Regions from separate parts of the Cricetulus griseus genome. Here regions 1 and 3 are each linked to region 2. The links are chromatin contacts, called in public Hi-C maps. All regions are on one chromosome and are shown on one strand. The core of a region is the stretch at or near the end of the contact, and the rest is flanking DNA. Distances in the headings are between cores, read along the strand shown. Region 1 has its middle 7.7 kb from the start of Trib1. Region 2 overlaps LOC103159000 (E3 SUMO-protein ligase NSE2). Region 3 overlaps LOC103159000 (E3 SUMO-protein ligase NSE2).

Region 1 (3,330 bases), core at 678-3,177, 250 kb before region 2:
AGAGAAACATATTTGTCTTGAGACATTGTCTTACTACATTGCCTGGGTTGGCCTTGAACTTCTGGGTTCAAGTGATCATTCCGGCCTCAGGCTCCTGAGTAGCCGGGACTATGGATATGCACCAGTACTCCCAACTAACGAAGAAGAATTCTGTCCAAACACTTATTTATTATAAGAGCAGGGATCTTCCCAGGCCTTTTCCAGGTTACTGGAGCAGGTGGACAAGAAGACAAGTGGGGCTTCTGGTCTGTGACCGTGTCTCCTCCTCTTTCCTGCCTCTGCTCCAGCCATCACCAAACGTGGGTCTCAGAGGCAGGCCCTGGATATTGAACCTGACCTGTCCATGAAGCCGAGTATAGTGGTCCATCTTACAATCCTAACACAGAATGCCGAGACAGAAGCATAAATCCAGCCTGGTCTATAATAGCAAGATATTACCTCAGAAAGAAAGAGAAAAACAAAACCAAAACTCTCCCGGAGGGGGTTGTATAGACTAGTGGTAGAGTGTCTGCCTGCCATGCGTAAGGTTCAATTCCCAGCACCCACCTGGAATTCTAGCCAGCAGTGGTAGCATACACCTACACACCCGTAATCCCATCACGTGGGAGCTAGAAGCAGAAGGATCAGGAGTTCAAGGTTATTGTGGTGGTTTGAACGGGAATGACCCCCACAGACTCATGTGTTTGAATGCTTGGCCCACAGGGAGTGGCACTATTAGGAGGTGTGGCCTTGTTGAAGTAGGCGTGGCCTTGTTAGAGGAAGTGTGTCACTGTGGGGAGGAGCTCCTGGCTCTTGGTTCAGTCTAGAATCTCCCTCCCAGTCATGCTAAAAGCTTTGTCTCGTTGATGACTCTAGATCCAGTTAAACTAACAATCGGTATTAAGCATCATGGCTAGTATCTCATAGGTCTGGGTAGGTATCTCATAGGTGTCATAGGGACAGCCAGTTATCTCATGGGCTCCATAGGTATAGACTGCCACCAAGTCAAGCTAAGTCTTTGACTGAGTGTCTCAAGTCAGTGGTGGGAGCCCACGGGCCAAGCACGTTTACCACACTTTGTGATTCCATCTCAATGCCAGGGACCCCCTGGAGACACGAGGCATGAGTGCCACAGTCCCTAACACCCACCAGGCACAGTCACAGCTGGCCTTCAAGACCTTTGAGCTTGAAACCCAGAAAGACTCCTCTATTCCTGTGCAGTGCTCCCGAAAGCACAAAACTTGGAGATAACAGATGTCCCCCAACTGAGGGAGGGCCACGGGGGAAGAAAGTGGTCTGGGAGGAGGGTTCCCTGATTCCCTCCTGTCTGGCTGGCACAGACTACTGCCCAGATCATTGCCACTTGCATTTTGAGAGACAGAGCCCCTTGAGTCTAGCTATCTGTGTCGGCCAATGAAGTCCAAGGAGAAAGTGTTTTCAGACTCCCCTGGCTCAGTCACCAGGAGCCACACAGCTTCTCCCTTGTTCCCTGGGACAGTGGGACTTACAGCCCACAGACACTGAGAATATCATGCCCTAAAGGTGACAGGAGGCTCTCCAGGTGACAGTCCCAGTCAGGCCTGTCCTGCTACTGTTCAAGTCGAGGCAACAGGAAAGAGAGAGGAAGCTGCCTCAGGAGTGAAGGTCCCTCCTTGGAACAGACCAGAGCTCACCCCACCATAAGCAAGTGCATGTTGTCTCTCCAGATCTCCCCAAGTTTAGGGATGGTTTGTTACCTAGCAATGGAGACCTGGAACAGTGCCAGAAGCTTCTGGAGGAATCAGAAAGTCTAACAGGTTCTAGGACATTTGCTATAATGTTGTGGTTTGAATGTGGCATGGGCTCATCAGTTGGTGGTGCTTGTTTGGAAACTTTGGGACTACGGCTCGTCTAGCAGAAGTGAGTCACTGGGGATGGGCCTTGGTTCTAGTTCCTGATCCACCAAGATATGAGCAAGCAACGGCTGCAAGCTCTTGTCACCACAGATGGAGTGGCTCCCAACACCACACCTTCCCTGCCCTGCTGGGCCTTACCCTCGAAGCCTGAGCTGACATAAACTCCTCCCCCTCTTAAGTCACTTCTGTCAGCTGTCATAGCAATGAAGAAAGCTGTAGGTGGAGTTTTCCTGTCCCACCAGCCCACTTCCAAATAACCACAGTGAGCCTTAATAGTAATTGTAAATGCTCGGCCAATAGCTCAGGCTTGTTGCTAGCTAACTCTTACATTTAAATTAACCCATAGTTCTTATTTATGCTCTGCCACGTGGCGGCACCTTTATTAGCATGGCCCGTTCATCTCCTGCTCCCTCTGTGTCTGGCTGGCAACTCCTCTGACTCCGCCCTTCCTCTTCCCAGCATTCTCTCTGTCAGGCTGTTTCGCCCAATCTCTTCGTGCCAAGCCAATCAGCTTTTCATTAACAACGAGAGCAATACATATTTACAGTGTACAAAGATGGTTCCACAGCAGAAAGCTGACTGATGCCGACCAGAGCAAATGCCCTTTTACTCCGGAAGGTGCCTGATGTGCACAGCCACATGCGAGGGGCTTGCTACCCACAGCCGCCTTGTCTTGTCCTGCCAGCATCCAGGCAAGTACAGGGGCCCTGGTAGCCCCTCGAGCATCTTCAGGACTTGGGGAGGCCCCACTGAAGCTGCTCCCTCACACCAGTGAGTCATCTTGGCAGATAAAGCATTTGTCAAAAGCAGATATAAAAATATACCCATGGGCTGGGTTTTTTTCTTATGAGAAAAAAAGGCAGGGGGAGAGAGAGAGAGAGAGGAGACAGGGAGGAAAACAGAGAGCCTACTTCACATGTAATCTGGGGTCTGTGAGAGATGGCTTCACGGGCACTTGGCCTCCTCGGTGGCAGCCAGCCAAGAGTGGCTCCCTCCCTGCTTCAAGGAAACCGGACTGTTTGGTGTCTAAGACATCCATGTAAAAGCTCTCTGGGTTGGTGGCTTTTCTTCTGACAGCAACAGTCCCGGGGATGGCTGCAGATGGCGAACAGAAGGGCAGAGTGGGCCTCAGTCATTGATGGAGGCTTGGCAGCCCTCCCTTCGCCGCTTCCTGGAAGGAGGCTGTTTGCCTCTCTTTGCCTTTGAGATAGCTAACTCACCTGTGCTGACTACTGCTACTGTGCCATCCAATGTATTTTGCAGACATTAATCTCATTCAGCCTCACAACAGTCATTGTTAAAAGTTCCATTTTCTAACTGAAGGAAAAGGAGGCTCAGAGAAGGCAAGTAATTCATCCAAAGACACACAGCTAAAATGACTAAATTCACACCCAGGTTTTGTATACTACGAAGGACTTTACTGCCCCCTCCTCTTCCCTTCCCAAGCTTGCTGTCA
Region 2 (3,266 bases), core at 659-3,158:
TGTATTTCTACCGTGAGTAATGCCACACAGAAACAAACAGCACGAATACATAATCTCACTTGTAGCTACAGAAACAGGAAAAGAACAGTCCGGCTAATAACCTCTAGAAGAGTCAAGTCGGTTTCAGCTATGTTACTTGTCATTCTCAGAAAAGCTGCTTTCCGCTGACCGCAGAACATTAAAATTTTATGTCGTTAAAAGAGGACTACAGTGTTTTTAAAAAATGCTCCTGATGCCTGCTCCACCTCTGCCTCTGTTGTCATCACCGCTTAGCATTAGGCCCATGCTCAGCCCTTGCCAGAGACCAGAGACGCATTGCTGTGCCAGAGACCAGAGACACCACAGTGCCAGAGACCAAAGATGCACAGCAGTGCCAGAGACCAGAGAAGCTCTGCAGTGCTGGCCTGGCTTTGAATCTGATAGAGTGGCTCCTGTTTAGATTTTTCTGTGTTAGTCCCTTTTTTTAACCCTGTGCCGTCACTGAAATCTAACCAAAGCTTCAGCTCCAAAGGCCAAGAAAAAAGAAAACAAAACAAAGAAATCCAAGAAGAAAACAGAACCAATAGAAAAGTATTGTCAGGGGTCTAGAAAACCCAAGCAGTACTTAGGTACTATATATAACCTGTTTAAAAAAAATAAAAAGAATCCCAGCACTCGGGAGGCAGAGGCAGGCGGATCTCTGTGAGTTCGAGGCCAGCCCGGTCTCCACAGCGAGTGCCAGGATAGGCTCCAAAGCTACACAGAGAAACCCTGTCTGGAAAAAACAAAACAACAACAACAACAACAACAAAAAAGTGACTCATTTACTCATTTACTATTTCCAAATAAGCCATGCTGATGTGCACAGGCAAGCTCAGCAAACAGGACAGAGCCAGCCATCAGCTCCACACGTACCGCCATGTGGGAAGCGGATGCCAGCCCTTAGGTTGAAGAAAGAGCATCACAGGGGTGGGGGGACAGCTGGGCATGGATGGGGTGAGGAGGGCAGGGGAGGCAGAGAGCAGCAGAAACTTCTTCCCTTGGGAAGCCAATAGGAAGTAAGTGTTTCACACCTTTAACCCTCTACCACTGTTCCAAATGCAACTGGAAAAAGGACAAAATTATGAATCTTTATGTGAACAGACAGTTTAAAGTGATTCTAAAAGCTAACAAGTCAAAATCCAGTAGTCAAGAAGCATAAATCTCACTTGTCTTACGATTCCTGAGAAGTAACTTGTTTTTATGTACTTTGGTTGTCATCCTAGCCTTTAACTGAGGAGCCATCTCTCTAGGCCTGTTTTCATATATTTTAAAGGAATTGTTTATTTTTAAAGATTTCTTTATCTTATTTTATCGTGTGACATAAAATGTTTGTTGCATCTATGTATATGCAAAACCCGTGTGCCTGGTGTTCTTGGGGGCCAGAGGTGGCATGGGGCCCCTAGAACTGGCAAGTGGTTGTGGTTGTAGGGCAGCTAGTGCTCTTAACTGCTTAGCCATCTCTCCCGCTCCTATCGTTCCGATTAGTAACAAGTCCTGCAGCAATCCCCCGAAAATAAAATGGAACAACATGAATAACCGAAAAGGAGCCCCTGGAATGAGAAGCAGTGTTTACTCTAGGTGAGGGGATCTTGAAAGACTGCAGCGGTAATATTCCTACAGTTTCCTAGGTTTGACAGAATCAAAGCATCTTTACTCTTATGTGCATGGACCAGAACAGGCTCCAGAATACTAAACTCTAATAATATGATGAATCTTACACAGCCTGAACTCTGATCAAGAGTCTAGAACCATTCAGCCAATGGCTACCTCCTAAGAAGTGTTCTGATGCCATCTAGTGGCAGGCCTTTTATCGCATGGGACATAATGACTGGACTCATGTTCTCAAAGTGAGGAGGTCCCTGGCATTTGCCGTGCCTGGGAATATTGGAAATGCAAACCGCTGTGCTACTCATAATTATTAAAACTATGCTGGCAGGGACCAGTGAGCTGTCCTACGGAGATATCTAGTGGCTCTGACTCACCCTCAAATTCGGGAGTGCTTAAGTCCTTCAGTGAAAGACTCGAAACTGTTTTTAATAAATTAACAAATTCTAGACAGAAACTCGTGTTTCATTCTGGATCCAAATACACCTTATTAAGCGACAGCCTTAAAAGCTATCTACAAACCCAGTGTGGTGACACACACCTTTAATCATAGCAGAGGCAGGCAGATCTCTGAGCACAAGGACAGCCTGGTTTTACATACTGAGTTCTAGGACAGCCAGTGCTACAGAGAGAAACCTGTCTCAAACACACACACACACACATACAGAGAGAGAGAGAGAGAGAGAGAGAGAGAGAGAGAGAGAGAGAGACAGAGAGAGAGACAGAGACAGAGAGAAAGACAGAGAGAGACAGAGAGACAGAGAGAGACAGAGAGAGACAGACACAGAGACAGAGACAGAGACAGAGACAGAGACAGAGACAGAGACACAGAGATAAAACGAGACAGAGGCCATCCACTACCTCAGAGTTATATAGTTCAACACCCGATATGCATTACCTGGGTTCCAAACTCCCAAGACATCCAATGAGAATCAGAGGGCTGTGTCCCCAGACAACCCGGATCAAGTGGATCCCACCATTAAAACAAACGACCTACAAAACACCACTTAAATTCAGGAAACTATATGAACAAAGACAACATTAACCACTATCAGTATGAAAGGACATGGCATATTACCGTGGCTAACGACAGAGGGAAAGAGAGACCGAGGACAAGCGGGCTACTTTAAGTTATGTGGTGTCTCCCCCAAGAGCAGGCACCACGGGAAGCCCGCTGTAACACAAGCAGGCCGCGGGAAGTCTGGGAGTCTGGATAACTGTCTTTTCTAGCAGCTCTCGGAGGAGAAAACGGCTTCCTTAAATTTCAACCTGGAAAACATCACAGTTGAGTAAAACAAGGCCCAGGGTGTGCCTCGGTGCTTCCAATTCAGCTTGGTACTATGTACTTCCTGAGGGGTGGAGGTGTACTGCTGATTTTTAACAGTATCTATTTAGTCATAAAGAGTCCTACACTTAAAACTGCAAACCCGAATCAGATACAGCCCTTGTGCAGCCACTGTCACAAGTCAGAATCAAATCAAGAGTGTCGCATGTGGACGGAGGGAGTTAGTGTGAAGTGCTAGCCTTATGCCCCGTGCCTCAACCCAAGGGAGCCTCTCGGGACTGGCTTTACTGCTGTTTCTACCTTGTCCTGTCAGTGTACAGACTCAGAGAACAACTAGCTAAATCCACACAGCAAG
Region 3 (3,380 bases), core at 700-3,199, 160 kb before region 2:
TGACTTACTTTTGAGACCACCTGGATTGGACTTGAACTTATTATATGGCTGAGGTTGGCCTTGAACTGCTTGCACTCACTTCCCAAGTTCTGGGAATACAGGCACACATTACCACACCTGGCTGAATTCTTTAACTTGCTGTTGTCATGTTAAAGGATGGTGCGCTTTAATTATGAATGTTTTAACATCCATGTGCTTACTGATGGCTGGTGTTGCCTGTTCTGGAAGTATCTGTTTATGTCCTTTGACTTTGTACAAAATCGCCTTGTCATGTCTGAACTGGTCTCTAAGGTTTGTGAAGTAAATGAACACTGCCACACGAGTCCCAATCCCCTGCTTCTCTCCAGCCAACAGCTGGTCTTCTGACTTTTCTTCAGGGTGTTGGTTTTTGGAATGAATAACTTTAAAATCCTCGCAGTGTCCTTCCTTTCCAAATGGTTTCTGGGCGTCCCGCAGCTTAGATGCACAGGAGCGAATGAACCAACAGGGATTTCTTCCCTAAATTACAGTAAGATGGGGCCTTACTTCTTGTTCCTTTTTCCCTATCTACAGGAATCAATAGCGCTGCTGGGCTGCATTCAGGCGACAACGAGGATCCGCCGCTGTATCTCTGACTGACAGCCGCCTCAGATTTACCAGACAAGGGCCATCACAGTTACTGCGCTGAGATGCAGTTTGGCTGGGAAGAGAAGCATCGCACCAGCACTTGGCTTCAGGAGGCAGCCTTTCTCCTCAGGTGGACTTGCAATTGTGGTTTGACAGGAAGTGGAGGCGGTGTGTGCAGGTAAGAAACGACGGTTATGAAGACCCGATGGCTGCCCCTAACAGTCCCTGAACACTTGGGTTTCTTTGGGTTCCCTTGGATGACCAATGCACTCACTCCCAGGGCCACTGACAGACCTAGGGCAGGCTTTTACTCATGGTTGCTCCGCTGTTTTTGATTAGTTCTGTTTTCCAAGGTCGTGAGAGGGAGGGGGCGTTTGTTGTATGCTTTCCACACTGCTGAGTAAGTTATCCTGAGCTGAAGTGTGTGCTACCAAAGGCAGGAACTCCCTACAGAAAGAACCTCAAGTGAGGAGGCTAGACTCCCAGGGGAGAGTGTGCCATTCACTTGCTTGTCCGGAGATGATGGCGGCATTTGTCATCATCAAGCCTGGAGGTGAACAAAGACAGCACTCGGTTGAGCCTGAAGGGCCCACCTTCCCAGGGAATGCGGCTCAGCACAGCTACGGTGGCTAAACTGCCATGGACCCTAAAATGTGCACCTCAACACATCCTCAGGTCAGAGCTTCTCAACCTTCCTAGTGCTGTGACCTTTTCATACAGTTCCTCATGCTGCAGTGACCCCAACCGTAACATTATTTCCATTGCTGGTTTATAACTCTAATTTTGCTACTGTTCTGAACTATAAATAAATATCTGACATGCAAGATACCTGATATGTGACCCTTGTGAAAGGGTCATTTGACCCCCAAAGGGTTGAGACCCACAGGTTGAGAGCTGCTGCCTTAAGCGGATGGAGCGTCCAGAGCGGGTCTGCAATACCCACCGAGAAAGGAGGCAGAGAGCCAACATTTGGTACTGACTGTGTGGTCCAGCACTAGGCTAGCAAGCGCCTCTCAAGGGTGAGCTGAGTTTTGGCATGTCCACAAAGAAGTTTTATTCCTTCATTTTACAGTGGGGAACACTGAGCCTTTCGACCTGCGAAACCACTTACATTGAAAGGAGGTCTGGCCAAGATGCTACCTGGGGTCACAGGATTGAGTGTGGGGGCTTCTGAACCACCCGGTAACGGTGACGGGCGTCTGAACATCCGGTGATCGCTGGCTCGGCAAAATCAGACACAGCCAGTTGAAAGGGTTTCCTGTGATTTCACAGCAGCCTGGGTTCTAACCCCATGGCACGTGACCTCTGCCCTGTCGGGGCCGTTGCTGTGTGGTGCCAGGGAATGCTGCCTGCAGCACCCTGATGTACACTCAACAGCAACTGCAGTGTTTTTCTGCTCTGACAGGAAACACAACGGCTTAATTACTCAAAACAAAGGCTTTTCCTATTTTCCCACTGCCATTCCTCTGCACGTGAGTATCGAATTAGCGGTTTTCAGATTGTATTTTACTGGAACGTTTGATTCAGCTCTGAAAACCACTGAAGGAACTGCACGCTCGGCCAAGACCTCATTCTTCATGTAAAAGTAAACAAGTGCACCCCCCCAACCAGCTCGTATGCAAATACACTTTCATCTTTAATAAGTGGTAAGATTATATGTGTGTACTGAAGAAGTAACAAGAACTGTTATTGATTTACGAGCTGCAAATGATTTGTGTGCCTATTTTCCATATCTATATGATACCTGGTTTCGAGCTAAAGTTTCTTGAGAGGAGCCTTGGGTGGAAAATGCGCAGGCAGCCCGGGGCTGTGACTCACAACTCAGCCCTGACTAGGCTACCCCAGTTCGTTTCGTCTTTGAGCACTGGAGAGACTTTGTCTCAGCGTGACAGCAGACCCTGGACTTGGAGGAAGAGGAAATGCCTGAGGCCACCTAGCTCTTTCTGAGTCTCCAGCTCTGCCACCAGGAGACTCATTCCCTAGTCCTCCCCAGTGCCACCCGTCCCTTAGCCCTAGAGTGGCACATGTGACATTCCCTCCCTCTGCACCGCCTCCCCTACCCCCCCAGGAAATGAGAGAGCAAAGAAAGACGCCAGTCACAGGAGGAAAGCCGGAGAAAGGCCTAGCTCATGTAGCCGCCTGTGCCTAACCGCGACTCCTTACCCTCCCTGGAACGAGTCCCTCCCCCGCCCTTATTCATTCTGCTTTGTTCACACCTCTGCTACACAACAGGCTCCTCATCCTTTGCCGCCTCCCCATCTGGACCCCCAGAGCCTCAGTGACCCACTGTGTCACCAACACCTGCAATGGCACCCCACAGATGCAGCCCGGCTGTGGAACGCAAGTCTGTGGGTCCAGACGCAGCGTTTGCCGTGGAGAAAGAGTCTTACTTCCAGGGTCACCGACCCCACTTCTAGAGGTGGGAAGAGAAGAGAACTGGCATCCACCACCCGCCCTTGGTTATTTCCGGGAGTGGTCCTGAGTCTAGGAAGGAGATGGCAAGCCTAAAGAGCACGGTCTGACTTCCCGGCTTTGCATAAGCTTCTAATGGTGGCGAGGAGGAGTTGGCCTGCGGCTCCCACAGCACTTCCACATTAAAGACTTTGCTTCTTCTGGCTGCTAAAGACCTTTGAACAAATTATCACCTTCATCCACAGCGCTCCCGTCTATCTCTGCGTGTTTCCACCGCATTTGATTACCGGTCTTTGAAGGCCACAAGCTAGACTCACTTTCCATAATCTCAAGTCACTGCCCTGCCATCCATGGACGGTGTG

Evidence for each region. Hi-C and Micro-C count contacts between places; a contact is called where the count stands out from the background.
Region 1: a contact with region 2 is called in a Hi-C map of the CHO-K1 cell line, with 6 times the contacts expected there. The contact joins two enhancer-like sites. A contact is called at or near these places in 5 of 8 Hi-C or Micro-C datasets (the CHK-Q cell line, the CHL-YN cell line, the CHO-K1 cell line and 1 more).
Region 3: a contact with region 2 is called in a Hi-C map of the CHO-K1 cell line, with 2.8 times the contacts expected there. The contact joins two enhancer-like sites. A contact is called at or near these places in 3 of 8 Hi-C or Micro-C datasets (the CHO-K1 cell line and fibroblasts).

The regions. Positions count from the first base shown.
Region 1 is chr10:27,997,229-28,000,558 of CriGri-PICRH-1.0, forward strand. No RefSeq gene overlaps it. Among named protein-coding and RNA genes, the nearest start is that of Trib1, 7.7 kb to the left of the region's middle. Within about 2 kb of position 1,928, at least 1 of the 6 cell types and tissues checked has open chromatin away from gene starts, as enhancers often do. A contact at or near this core is called in the CHO-K1 cell line, where this site is marked.
Region 2 is chr10:28,246,718-28,249,983 of CriGri-PICRH-1.0, forward strand. All of the region lies in intron 2 of LOC103159000 (E3 SUMO-protein ligase NSE2), which reads right to left. Among named protein-coding and RNA genes, the nearest start is that of Washc5, 16 kb to the right of the region's middle. Within about 2 kb of position 1,909, at least 1 of the 6 cell types and tissues checked has open chromatin away from gene starts, as enhancers often do. A contact at or near this core is called in the CHO-K1 cell line, where this site is marked.
Region 3 is chr10:28,086,237-28,089,616 of CriGri-PICRH-1.0, forward strand. All of the region lies in intron 4 of LOC103159000 (E3 SUMO-protein ligase NSE2), which reads right to left. Among named protein-coding and RNA genes, the nearest start is that of Trib1, 97 kb to the left of the region's middle. Within about 2 kb of position 1,950, at least 2 of the 6 cell types and tissues checked have open chromatin away from gene starts, as enhancers often do. A contact at or near this core is called in the CHO-K1 cell line, where this site is marked.